Linked DNA regions of Zea mays: region 2 is linked to region 1. Evidence: chromatin contacts called from public Hi-C data. All regions are on one chromosome and are shown on one strand. Each heading gives the region's core, a stretch centred on a gene start, on an enhancer-like site or on the middle of the called end of the contact. The rest is flanking DNA. Distances are from core to core; before and after follow the strand shown. Region 1 overlaps LOC100381785. Region 2 has its middle 4.5 kb from the start of LOC100273677.

Region 1 (7,204 bases), core at 1,296-3,795:
ATCTCCCCAATGATATTGATGACTACGTACACAGGATTGGAAGAACTGGAAGAGCTGGGAAGAGCGGACTTGCCACTGCCTTCTTCAATGATAATAACTCATCACTGGCAAGATCTCTTGCTGACCTAATGCAAGAATCTAACCAAGAGGTACCTGCATGGCTATTGCGCTATGCAGCTCGTCCTTCTTATGGTGGTGGTGGTGGTGGGAGGAACCGGCGATCAGGGGGAGGGAGCCGCTTTGGTGGCCGTGACTTCCGCAATGATTCTTCGTCATTTGGCAAGGGGGGATCCCGTGGTGGTGGTGACTACTATGGTGGAGGCAGCAGTGGTGGTTATGGTGGTGGCGGACACGGTGGAGCTGGGGCTCCGAGTGCCTGGGATTGATGTTACAGTTGCTCCCAAGTAGAGGGGTCTGCCAAGTTTAGGTCACTTTTTACTCTAGTTCTATTTAGGTATACATTTTTGGTAGGAGCTGTTATACAGCAACAAGTACAAGGTGAATGTGGTCATCCCCTTTCTTCTTCTGGTTGCTACTGGCTGCAGTCTTAATCTTGCAGATGTTCATTACGAAGAGGGTCTTGAGGACATTCAAGCACACGAGATTCCTAGTTAGGTGAAATTCCTTGGTAGGGATAGTAGCTAGGCTCTGACAAGTAGTGCTTGGTGCCCTTTGCTCTTTTTCCCTTTGTCAGCGTCGAATTTTGGTGGTCGGTTGTAAAGCTTGTGTTGAGGGGGCTTTTGCGGCTTGATTTTTGTCCTGGATTCGAGTTTTGACACCGGAGGTTGAAGAAGCGGTAGGATGATGGTAGTCCTTTAGATCCTGTTGTAATGTATTTAACTGTGAGGTGAGGCTGGACACAATAAATTCTGTAGGCGTGTTTAGAGGAAGAAGGGGGAAGTTGTGTGTGATGGTTTCTTCAGAGAAGATTCCTGCTACTGTGTACTTCGAATCTGTTTTTGGATGGAGTTAAATTGACATTATCGATGTCGTCCAAATGCTGTCTCATTTACTTTTTGGGTGTAATGTTTCCATGATATGCTCGTGCAGATGTTTGTGTTTCTGTTTCGTTATGTATTTTTATGTTGTATCTTAATTTCCGTGGCTTTCTAACTTCTGATTCCAGTTATGCACTATTAACTTATAATCAAAACTGACTGTCAAGGCTACGCAAGATAATCTATGATTTTTGAGAAAAGAATACTTCCCAATAGTAGTCGTTTTAGGGAATTAGTGGGTGGGTTTATTTAATTCTTGATGTATATGTTTAGATTTATCATCATTCATCTGAATATAGACATAAAAATTAAGAACTAAAATATAGAAAACTTGATGCAAAAACGACCGTGAAAAGCCCAACTAATCAACTAGCAAAATCAGTTTAGAGTTATGGACTTATGGTCAATTAATCTCTTGGAACCATACAAATGGCTGTATCTCTGAGAAGATCATCCTAAATTTGGACAGTCGTTATGATTGAGGAAAATTTGAAGGCAGCCATTATGATTGAGGAAAGACGAAAGACAACCAGATGGTAGGGGCAGAGTCTCTCTCTAGCCTATTCTGAACAGCTCTTCTATCATATTTTTTATTTCTAATTTTACTTTGTAAACAATATTACTAACAGCGTAAATCTTCTATTTTTATGATTCATTGAAGATAACCTAACACTAGCCTTTTGGTAGCTTCTTTAATGTTTCAATAGACTCCATTTCTTTTTTTTGTTTTGGCCACCAGTATAAGGTGATTTTTTTACCTTGTTCTAGTTTATTTAGATCTTTTCTTTTCTTCTTCTTTATATAAATGCACGTTTCTCCCGAGAAAAAAAAAATGAAAAAAACAGTGCAGAAAAGAGGAAACGGCTGCGTGTACACTTAGCACGAAACGAAAATCGAGAAGACATGAACAGTAACATGTGATTTGAGGAGGACCACCAGCATTTGGCGGATCGAGAAACAGATTAAGGGGGGTGTTTGAGAACAAAGTTTTTCTGCAGTATTGAAGCAATACTGTAGTATTGAGCAATACTGTGGTATTATATACTTTGAGGTGTTTGACAACTCATCTGAAATCTCTGTATACTAAACTGTAGTATTGTAAATACTGCACTTGTTTTGCAGTTTTGGAAACTTTGGTCTCAGCCAAAGTTTTTCTCTGTAAAGAGAGCACCAGCTGGGTCCCGCTCTGGCTGATTGGTCTCAACCAAAGTTTTTTCCAAACACCTTGATGTATTAGATATTGTTGTATTCGAAAACTGAAGCATTGTAAACTGTAGTAATGTCATGACTAAAGTATACTTTAATATTTGAAAAACTGCAGTTTAAAAAAACCGTGTTCCCAAACAGGGCCTAAGAGAGACGGCTAGCAAATAGATCATCAAACCAAAATAACAAAAAATAAAAATATGAAATAACCTTACGGCCTTATCTAGCACTAGCAACCACAGTGTCAGTATTGCACATTTAGCACAGTAGCACTAGGCCACTAGCACACTGCGCACACAGTTCAGGTTCAGCAGCAGCCGTAAGCTCCAGTCCTCCACGCCACGTCCACGGAGGCACGAACCATCAAAAACAAATGTGCTATGTGCCTAAGGCTGGCCGGCGGGGACATGTCGTCATGCCGAGCGAGTGAGTGGAAGCGCTGAGACAGTGAGACGACTGACGACGGTGGGTTGAGGGCTAGGGCGCAGCGCGTGCGAAGACCGGAGAGTGCTGAGGAGTGGGCGAGCGGTGGCTGGATCTCGGCGCATGCAGTGCGGATTGCGAAGAAGGGGTTGTTTGGCTGGATCCTATGAGAACATATATTGATGACTTCAGAACTGCTATAATATTTTTAAATGCATCCAACCAACGTATAGCTGCATACAAAAGCTACTGTATGAGTATGGCTATTCGTCCTCGTAAATTTGGTGTTCGTAAATTTGGTGTTGACATGGATGTTAGGTGGAACTCTACCTATTTAATGATTAAACACTTGTTACCACACAAGTCTATCTTCTCTGTTTTTATCAAAACCCAGTATCCTTTGAATGAGGATGGTAGTCCTTTACTCACTGATAATCATTGGCCAATTGCTGAAAAAGTGTTATCTTTCTTAGAATTGTTTTATGAATCAACTGTTGCATTGTCTGGTGTCTACTATCCTACTACTACTTTAATGTTGCATCACATTCTGAGGATAGCTAGACATCTAAATGCATTTGAGAATGATATATTGCTAAGATGTGCTGTTGTTCCTATGAAAGATAAATTCTTCAAGTACTGGAGAGACATTCCAATTTTATATGCAGTTGCATTTATTTTGGATCCTAGAGCTAAAATGAGGGGTTTTAACAAAGTCCTTATCAAGTTATCTAGTTTAACTGGTACTGATTACTCTAGGCTTCCATTTGATGTTCGTACTAAGCTAACCAAGTTATTTCAGTTGTATGAGACCAAATTTGGTGACACACGCATGCGTGGTGCCCACCAACCATCATCTCACCTATCTGGTAAGAAAAAAATGGCATGGGATGACATTTATGGTGATGATAACCTTGATGGTGAGTTCTCTACTCCTCTGGGAAGGAGATCAGGTTCTTCTTCAACCCCTCAAGCTATCTGTACTATTGCATCTACCTCTGAGTTAGCTTCCTACTTAGACAGTGATACTATCACTGAGTTTGATGAGGACTTCAATGTCCTTTCTTGGTGGCATCAGCATAAGTTAACTTATACTATTCTTTCACTACTAGCTAAAGATGTCTTGACAGTGCCAACATCTAGTATTTCTTCTGAGTCTACCTTTAGTCTTGCTGGCAGGGTGATTGAAGAGCGTCGACGTTGTCTAGCTCCTGATATGGTAGAGATATTATCCTGCATCAAAGATTGGAAACTTGCTGATGCTCACCTGCAACACAGTGTGGAGGAATACACACAAGAACTTGAAGCTGAGCACGACAACCTGTGGCTTGATGATCCAACAACACAATCAGCTAGGGATGATGGAAATGCTTAGTCTTGCTACCTACTAGTCTTATGTTTTATGAGTTGTATTGAACTAATGATCTGTACACTGTAATGAACTATAATGAACCTATAAACTTTGGAGCTGGGCTGCACTCTTTTTTTCTTTCTTAGGGTTTTCTCACGAGGTGTGAGTTTTTACCTAAGAAGGTTTTTAATGACGCGGCCATTGCACTAACAGCTCCTAATTATAATTTCATATCTGTGTTTGTGTACTACCCTGTGAACCAACTGTTATTTCATGTGATCATTTCATATTTGTATTAATATGATATTATCTTATGAATTAATAAATGAATTCTGTTGTCTTAATATATGTAAATAATATGTTATTATATATGATTAATTTTGTTAAATTTATGTATTTATATACTGCTCTACTGTTGGTTCAGGCCAGTGGCCGGCCCGACACGTTAAGGTCCACCGGGCGAACGGGCCGGCCCGACACGATTTATCCCTGTGCGTGCCGAGTTTGGGCATGTCTCTAGGCACGTGGGCCAGCACGACCCGACCCGAAGCATCAACGGGTCGTGCCTGGCCCAGCCCTATTCGTACCGGGCCGAAACGGGTTCGGACCGGGTCCATACCGGGTGGCCCGTTTGGATATCTATATCCGCCACTGGCACCAGGGAAGAAAAGCCTAAATTTGCTTCTTAGGTTGGGAACGATCCCTGGGTCGGACCGAAAATTCGAGACCATTGTGGTACTTTTCGATGAAGTTGGATGCACTGTAGTTGAGATGAATCAAGTTGTTTATCAGATGAATTTTAATATTGATCATTTAAGTGTTGTTTTCAATTGTTACTTGATATGGTTGTGCATATAGTCGTGTAAATGATTTTACATTGTTTACGGAGTGAATTTTGAAATACAAAATGAGATAGAAAATACGATGTGTAAGCTGCTGTATAGATGACCAAATGAGTCGTGTCTGGGGGCCAGTCCGAGGCACAGACCATTTAATAGTGCCTAGGCTGGCTCGGCACGAGGGGCGTATCGTGCCTAGGCCGCTGCCTCATCCTGTAGTGCCGACCTGACCTGAACGTGCTGGGCCGGCCACCGGGCGAACGGACCGGCCCTAAACGATTTATCCCTGTGCGTGCCGGGTTTAGGCATGTCTCTAGGCACGTGGGCCAGCACGACCCGGCCCGAAGCATCAATGGGCTGTGCCTGGTCCGGCCCTATTCGTACTGGACCGAAACGGATTCGGGCTGGGTCCGTGCCGGGTGGCCCGTTTAGACATCTATATCCGCCACTAGCACCAGGGAAGAAAAGCCTAAATTTGCTTCTTAGGTTGGGATCCCCGGGTCGGACCGAAAATTCGAGACCATTGTGGTACTTTTCGATGAAGTTGGATGCACTGTAGTTGAGATGAATCAAGTTGTTTATGATGAATTTTAATATTGATCATTTAAGTGTTGTTTTCAATTGTTACTTGATATGGTTGTGCATATAGTCGTGTAAATGCTTTTACATTGTTTACAGAGTGAATTTTGAAATACAAAATGAGATAGAAAATACGATGTGTAAGCTGCTGTATAGATGACCAAATGAGTCGTGTCTGGGGGCCAGTCCGAGGCATATACCATTTAATAGTGCCTAGGCTGGCTCGACACGAGAGACTTATCGTGCCTAGGCCGCTGCCTCGTAAGTAGTGCCGACCTGACCTGACACGATTATATATATTTTATTTAAAAAAGTAGTATATATATTTACAATTTATATTCACTATTAATCACAACCCAACGCGAGTTCTACTCGTTAGTTGGCTTCCTCCAGCGTCACTCCAAGAGCCGCACGGGTTTGATTGTTTGAATCCCCCTTCGACGGTGTCTTTTGTTATTTTTCATTGATTTAACTAAATGGTCTGAGGGGCTAACGAGCCGGCCCAACATGGTCAGCAGGCCTTCGATGGTGTTATTTTCATTGATTTAACCAAACGGGTTGTCCGACACGGTCAACAGGCCGGTGTGTTGTGCCTGTGTCAGAGCTGCGGCACGCTCCAGCATGACTTGATTATTAGTTGGGCCTAGCGGGGCTGTATCGGATCGGACTGGACCATCCGTTTAGGTATCTATAGCTGCTGGAGACAACCTCCGTGAGATATATTTCTTAAAAAGTACCATGATTTTACGCAATTTTACAAATGCCTATTAATCCTTTGCATTCACGAAGCATTTATGTTGGAATGAGCCGTGCGAGTATGCAATGCTGTTAAGTTGTATTTGGAGATACTTCTGACTTGATGACCGTTTAGGCCAAGCTCAAGGCAAGTCGAAGTAAGCACAGGATGGATATCCCAAATTAAAGGCTACAGCTACTCTGATGATGTATCCAAGTGAATAAAGAGTAAACTTAGAGCGTTGGTTTAGATGAAATTTCAATTGATGATGATTATTTTTATTTTATATATTTATGATAATACAATGATGTGTGTTGTAAATGATTTATGGTCGTGTGACGGCCGAGTCTACTAATAATAGATCCTAGAAGCCAAAGTGCGGATGCACTCTCCTGTAGAGATGTCGAAACGGGTCGCCTGACTCGGCATGATCCGAACTCCTTGAAGCACGGTACGGTTAGGCATGATCCGAACCCCTTGAAGCACGTTACGGTTAGGCCTGAATAATTATCCAGACCAGGCCGGGCTGTCCGACGGGCTCAATTCTCTGAACGAGCCAGGCACGGGATGAGCTCAACCGTACCGGGCCGGTCCGTTAAGCCCGGCCCAAAAATAAACATCATGCTGACCTGAGCTCGCCAGCGTATAAACTAAGCTTAAAATTAGACCACCATAAAAATTTAAAACATTTACAAATCATAATTGAAGAATATAAATAAATTACTATTCTTAAGGCGCCAGCTAGGCGTCCAGGCGGAGGTCCAACGCTTAGGTGCCTTGCCCGCCTACCTCGCCTAGGCGTCCAGGGGGTGGTCCAATGTCTTGGGCCGCCGTACCGCTTTAAAAACCATGATATAGCTATTTTTGCAATTTTGCCTTATTAAACGAGCCAAATCCGAGTCCGTTTAGAAACGGGCCGTGCCTGGGCTAGCCTAACGGGCCAAAAACGTTGAACGAGCCCGACACGGCTGGACCTAGGACCGCATAGAGCCGGGCCGTACCCGGGCTAGCCTAACGGGCCAAAAACGTTGAACGAGCCCGACACGGCTGGACCCAGGACCGCATAGAGCCGAGC
Region 2 (7,204 bases), core at 1,709-4,208, 140 kb after region 1:
CCGGTAACCGAAGGAAACGGTCGGTAAAACACCACGCCGATTCCGATACCGATTCCGATTGAAAATTACGAAAACCGATTCCGTTTTCGAAAAATACCGTTACCGGTGAATCCGGTCGAAATATTTCGAAATCGGTTTCCGGAATTCCGAAAAATTCCGAAACCGTTTTCATCCCTAGTAATGGGTCAGTTGTTGGAACGTTCAATTTCAACACACAGGAGCTATTTTACAAATAGGTCTACGGATATCTCTACTTTTGGAGATAGTCTTAGAGATGGCAACGGATCATATTCGGATCAGATATTACAAATATCTTTCCACAACCATATCCGGGACTGCAACCAATATCTACTCGCGACCGTACCCGCAGGTAGAATTTTATATCCATGCGTGTGCCCATCGGATTTCGGATGTGTTTCGGATATCCCTCGGATATGACAGACACAATCAGTTTTCAATAATTCAATAGCATAACTAATCAAATTTCTTCCCAATTCACCATCATACACAATTAAAACATAATAAAAGAATTATTATGGGTCTGCAGACCACGATTAGGGGCACTAGATCTTGGAAGGGTCAGCCGCTGGCGGTGCTGGTGCCTATGGAACTTGGAAGGGGACATGGGCACAATGCAGCAAGCCAGTAAGGCTAGAAGGGGCGTCCAATAGTGGGAAATTATGAGCGTTAGGCGTGGGCTTCAAGGTGTTAGGATTTGTTCTTTGCTATGTAATATGGACTAGGCCAAAAAAGTACGCTATGGGTCGATTTTGGATATCCAATTGATAACCCGCAGGTGGAAGCTAATATCTTAATCCGTGCCCACCGACTTTGACCCACGGGTCAAAACATGTATCCATACCCGGCTTCGTCGGGTCGAATATCCGACAAATATCCAAATCTACGCGTCAAATTTCCATCCCTACTTTTAGTCTCTAAATTACTAAAGAGAGCATCTCCAACAATGTGACTTATAAAAATGCCCTATAATTTAAAAATGAGTAAATTTTATTAGATTTAGGGCAGCAATAAAATATTATGTTTCACAGTAAAACCTTATATATAGATTATAGGACAGTCCACTACAGTGTAGTATATTTGAGGCACTTGAGAGTGACCTACAATTTTTTGACCAAATTTTATAAAATGAGACATTGTTGTAGTAGTTTTTGTTGCGTAAAACTCTGTATTTTAATTTGAGACACAAGTTTGAGATATTGTTGGAGATGCTTTTAAGAAAGCCTCCTTTATTCCTTTAGTCATTAAAGAAGTGAATAAGAGTGACTAAACTTGCACTTTTACAGGTTGTCCCTCATCCAACTCCAGTGAGTCGCAATAGACACTTGACCGCCTGCATTTATTAGGATAATCTTGTCTTTGTGTTTAATAGTTAATGTTCTTTAGTCAGTTTTAGTCCAAGAACCAAATATGATATTATATGTACAAAAGTTTAGTTTAATTTTAAGAGGGTGGCTAAAGAAATAAAACAAGATCTAATCCAACCAGTCATTTAGGTTACTTCGGCTAGGTGGTTTGAAAAGAGGTGAAAACTGAGGCAGCGATGAAGGAAACCAGTGGCTTAGGCAAGCCTTCTAGTTTCAGACAACTAAATAGATTCAAAGATCTATCTAACGATACTAATTATATATAATAAATATTATTATTTTTATATAAATGTGGTCAAAGTTAAAAATATTTCACTCCTCGAAAAATCTCGAGAACAATCAACATATGTGAACGAACGGAGTAGCACATAGATGTTGTGCATCACAATTACGACACAACATCTGAAATTACAATTATCGCATATCTACTATGCTTTTAGAGACATCTCCATAGCATCACGTGTCGCCGTTGTAGCAGCATCTGTCTCTTCCTTGAACTTCAGTTCTAGCTCCACCATATCTTGTTTTGCTTCGTCCAATTTCTTGCGAAGGGATGATATCTGTGCAACTATAGGTATACATTTAGGCTGGGCCTAATGGACCGGTCCGAAGCACGAAAAAAAACACGGTCCAGGCACGGCATAGCCCGAAATATTTTAGTGCCGGGCTGGGTTTGGACCGAGGTCGCGGCCCATGGGCGGGCACGAGCACGGCCCGTTTAAGGCAGACACGAAATGACCCATATAGAGGCATGAAAAGGCTCATATATTTATTAAAACCACACTTCATTCCACATTTGCATGTACTTGATAAAGAACACAAAGTTAAAGATAATGTTAGTTAGATGTTTTTTTAGCTTTGAATTAGAGTATGTGATGTAATTTTATTTTTGTTATGAACATTAGATAATAAACTGAACTTACGAACTTTATATAGAGCTGATTATACTCTTTTTCTTTCTAACAAAATGATTTGTAAACGAGATAGTCATTGCATAGCTCTGTTAACTTAATACAAACATTAAGTTTGCTTTTGGTCAAATTTATTTGTCTTATCTTTTATTTGTTTTATTAAAATTGTTTTGAATTTTGGGCTCTGATGTGAATTTCGGGCCAAAAAGTGAATTTCGGACCCTAATGTGAATTTCGGGCCGCCCGAAATGAGCCCGGCACGTTTAAGCAATTACGGACCGGACGGTGGGCCGAGGGCTAGGTCTATGGGCTGGCCCGGCACGGTCCAAAATTCAAACGGGTCGGATCGGCCTGAAATTCAAATAATATGAGCCTTTTAAAGCTTGGGCCGGGTCAGACCGGGCATCCCGAATGTACACCTATATGTGCAACAAACAAATCAGCTTGAGTAATTAGACATGAAAGTGATGCTTCACAATCATCCATTCCCTTGCACAAGTTGATCTATATATATCGGCCTGTTTGCTTGAACACAAGTTCCAAAAGCCCTGAGGCGGCGCCCAACGCGTTGCGCCTGGGGCGGTGGGGTGGCAAGAGGATGTAGGTGGTGGGCAGCGGCACGGGCACAGGCACGCCGGGTCCACGCGCTGTGGGACACGCTGGCAAAGACCGCGGTCCGCGGCCCAGGGGCACTAGAGCAACAGTGACGTCGCGGTGGAGGAGCGAGGGTCAAGCTCGTCCTCGCGGCGCTCGTGCCGGAGCCACGCCACGAGCATGGCGCATCGGTGTGGTTGTCCGCGTGGACGCGCGCATCCCGCAGCACCGGCCGGATCAGCCGCGCGTCGCAGCAAATGAACGACGGAGAGCTAGTGAGGGAAGGAAGGAGATTTTTGCCATTATAAACCGTGGCGACTTTGGCTAGTATGAGAGGAGCCTATGAGGAGGCAGCTTCAGCGGACGACACGACGGGTGGATGCTGTGATGGACGATGGGAGGAGAGAAAAGTGGCTTTGTGTGGACTTGACGCGCGCAGCATGGCTCTGAAGCGGCTAAATTTTTCTCTTTATATCATTTTTTACGTCACATCACTAACATTTTATCTCCTACACTTTCATCTCCCGCATCAATTCTCCTTATATTCTTCCTCTATATCTCAGTACAACTATAAAATATTATTATCCAACTTAATTCATCTTATATTACCATTTCTTCAACTATTAAATGTGTGCACTGTGCAAGAGTGCACTACAGTGGTTCCCTTGATCCGACATATGTCTGCTGCCTCCCCTAGCGCTGTAGCGCGTAGAGGGGCATTTAGCGGCCGCCGTTGCACCCCAAGAGGGCCCCTACGCGTGTAGAGAAAAGGGGGAGGGGACAGCTCGCGGCTGCTGCTGCAGGCAGCCTTAGACCCTCCTCGTCCCGAATTCATAGCAGTGGGTGGCTTGTCTTCTTCTCTTTCCCACGCTTCAACGCCTGCGGTGGCAAAAAGAGCCGACTCCCCCCTTACACGTGTCGCCAAGGTCAGAGGACCCGTTATGGCGGGGTATGGCGCTCACCATACCTCGATTCCGCTCCAACGGATCGTCGTATTTCGGTCCTTGTCCATCGTAACTTTCTGCATCCAGTCTCCACCATGGATGCTCAACGTTCACCATCGTCCCCAAGTAAAAAACGGATGAGGGAGAAGCTCTATAAGTTCATAATGAAGCGTTATCCAGGCCACTATTAATAATGGGCTTCAAGATAGGCTATTGCTGGAAGAATAGCCGGCGCTCGATGTCCTCATGCAGCTGTACTACAGGACTCGCGCATAGTTTATTGTGTATGCTGTGTTTACTTTCCGACTTCTTTAAATATTTACTTATGTCATTTAATTATTGTTCATATATTGTTTATCATATATTCTTATATGTTGTGTTGTACGAAACATACTTTAGTTTTAAATATTACTTTTATATATGCTTCTCCTTTGCCGTAACTTAAATTTGTTCCGTCCCGCCAACGGACAGACGAGCGCGTGAAGCACTGCTCCCAGGCCTCCATTATCGAGTTGCTTAAAGTTAATTAATTAATTAATAAGGAGAATGTTAAAAGATATGAAAAGAAAAAAAATCTATCTAATACGAAGGATTATTTTTTTAAAAAAAATCTTAAACTATGGTAAATTAGGAACTAAAATGTATAATACTGGTAAAGTAAATAATAAAGTATATCGATATATAATTTTAAGAATTTTTATGACTTTTGATAGTTCGATTAAACGATTATTGTACGGAAACTATTAGAAGAAGAGTTTTTTTCCAACCGTGAAGAAGCGCTATCCTAATCTAGTTCTATATTAGAAGATGAGATTATATGATCAAATTTGAAACGTTAAAAATCCTTGTGGGGTCCAATAGCTTTCAATATGCGGTTGTCATCAATCACACCCATCCATCTATGCATAGCTTTTAGGCTAAGATCATCGGATCGGCTTTGAAATGAGTAAAACACTATTCTACGCTATAGGGGATCGGCTTTGAAATGAGTAAAATACTATAGTTGTATTGTTTATATACTAGTGTCCGTGCGTTGCAACAACATACAAAATATTTAGCAAAACATTAGTGTAACGATTCTAAGACAACAACACCTTTATTATGTGTACCACACATAGCTTGGTAGGTCCTGATTGCATATATAACGATGGATAGCCTAATGTTAAATCATGATTGCGTATCTATTGGGTTTGGTTCCATGACAAGATATTGGGTTGGGTTTGATTTCTCTCGGAGATTCAGAGTGAGCATGTCTTTGACCTTATTCTTCACTTCAAGTGCTTGTATCCTTTCTTCCATACTCTTATTATGAGCATTTTTATTCTTGCTATCCTGCTTGGCTCTCCCAACCTAGCAGAACCATTAGATAGTTATGTTTTAGTAAACTTCAAAATTTGCATTATATTTGCACATACATATATCAGCATAATGCTATAATATACCATGAGCTTGTATCTTGACAATTCTCCAACATCGACTTGTTTTTTAGCCTGTCCAAGCTCTATGCTCCATACTCTCGTGAAGTTCAATGAACAAAGAGTTTCACCCACGTCGTTCTCGTTAGGACTGATTTGAACAAACATCAGAGTTTTGGAATCTCCACCTGTATTGTTTAAACATTGAATTATAAAACTAATGTATAAGATTATAGCATTCTATAAACAAAAGACTACATACTTAGTGAGTCTTTTAGCAATTGTGTTAGCTTCGAATTCCTATAATTTAAAATAGCAACGACCTACAAGTGGTCAAAATTGAGTTACAAGACTAATAAAACTTAAATAAAGGACTCAAATTTAAATACCTAAAGGGTATATGTGAAGTCTTCGTTACAAGAGTGCATATGACATCACCAAAGTGAATTGTTTACGTTCTGTGCTTGTTTCAACCTTTCTCCCTGTGCGTCTGTCTTTGCTGCCCATTCACTTCCAGCGAGGTCATTTAGCCATACTTTGATCTTTGTACATTCTCCATTCATCAAGTTTTCTCCTTTGACCATTACAGTGTATACTGAAATTAAAATTCAATTAGTACATAACAGATGCCTAGAGAATCATATATGCCATCCATCCTCCATCGGTGGTGGATGAGGAGGGCTCGTATGTTTTATATTAAGCAAGTTCATCACTGTAGGCAGGTCTTGTTTCTGTAGGTAGAGTTGGTTAGTACAAAATTGTAGTCGATAAAAATCTGGATAGAACAATGCAGTGAAAACGGTCTCTTGTGTAATAGCCCAAAACAAAAATTATGGATGTAACATGTTTCTTTAGAAGTAATATTCAGTATGCAAACAACATGGATGAATCTAGTTTGTTAAAACAAATAAAGAATCTTCTTGGGGAAACAAATTCTCAGTTTTGAGTGCACTCCACTGATCTGCACCTCAAACGATGCAAAATGGTAAGTACATATGATTGCATAAAACAAGATCACGACTACACAAATAAACAAGAAAAAATAGCTATTTACACCATAGATCAAACCTCTGCCCATCAGCTAGTGAGAACTGAACTAATATCAGTAAAATAGTTGAATGATTGCTTGCTACAACATGCCTTATTTTGGACTTCAGAGTTATCGACTTACAGTGACTGTTTGGTGAATACTATATGGTGTTTAGTTATCTTAGTGGTAATTAATCTACTTGAGGATAAATAACAACTTGTGTTTCATCTAGTTTCTAAGTAAATTGAACTTTTAGGTTTTCAAGGAAAAAGAGAGAAGTGACCAACATGCAGTTGAATATCCTAATTCTTTGGCAAAGGTAATATTTTGTTGACCAATGGCCACTACTTTACAGAAAAAAGACAAGTACTCTAAATAATGTCCTCCCCTATTATAAGGATAAGCGCAAAAACAAACATGATCAAGTAGTCAATGCGAACGACTCTAGATACTCCACCAGCAAGTTGGTGGCTTCTGCATGGCATCTGTAGTTTATGTATTGTCTGAATAAGGCAGCAGGATATGCCTCTTTCCGAGACATGTGCCATGAAATCTTATTCTCTGCCTTGTTAGCCTGAATGCAAAGTGTAGCAGCCAAACCAAAGGTCGATCAACACTATTATATAAAAAAGTTAGGTGCCCATGCGTCGCTACGAATTCTATTGTATAGGCTCTCCTCTCCCGCTCTCCTCCCCTAGCCACAGTAAACTTGTATCCTCCTCTCTCCCACTGTTGTCAGTGAGAGCTCCGAGCACCTCGACCACTCCCTCCCATCACCGCGGCAAAGCTCAGCCCTCCCCTCTGACCCACTGCCGCAGGGATCTCCCGCGCATCCGGGATGGAGAACGACATCGTCGCCACCGTCGTGGTCGACTTAAGATGAAGTTGTGCTTCTGAAAGTCGCCTAGAGGGGGGGGTGAATAGG

What was found. Hi-C and Micro-C count contacts between places; a contact is called where the count stands out from the background.
Region 2: a contact with region 1 is called in a Hi-C map of bundle sheath, with 2.8 times the contacts expected there. The contact joins two enhancer-like sites. A contact is called at or near these places in 9 of 25 Hi-C or Micro-C datasets (bundle sheath, ear, endosperm and 2 more).

Annotation. Positions count from the first base shown.
Region 1 is chr4:8,324,091-8,331,294 of Zm-B73-REFERENCE-NAM-5.0, forward strand. LOC100381785 reads left to right here. Exons shown (of 6, transcript NM_001174584.2): 6 at 1-995. The coding sequence ends at 386. Among protein-coding and RNA genes, the nearest start is that of LOC100281121, 5.6 kb to the right of the region's middle. Within about 2 kb of position 2,546, at least 9 of the 20 cell types and tissues checked have an H3K27ac peak or open chromatin away from gene starts, as enhancers often do. A contact at or near this core is called in bundle sheath, ear and tassel, where this site is marked.
Region 2 is chr4:8,468,038-8,475,241 of Zm-B73-REFERENCE-NAM-5.0, forward strand. No RefSeq gene overlaps it. Among protein-coding and RNA genes, the nearest start is that of LOC100273677, 4.5 kb to the left of the region's middle. Within about 2 kb of position 2,959, at least 17 of the 20 cell types and tissues checked have an H3K27ac peak or open chromatin away from gene starts, as enhancers often do. A contact at or near this core is called in bundle sheath, ear and tassel, where this site is marked.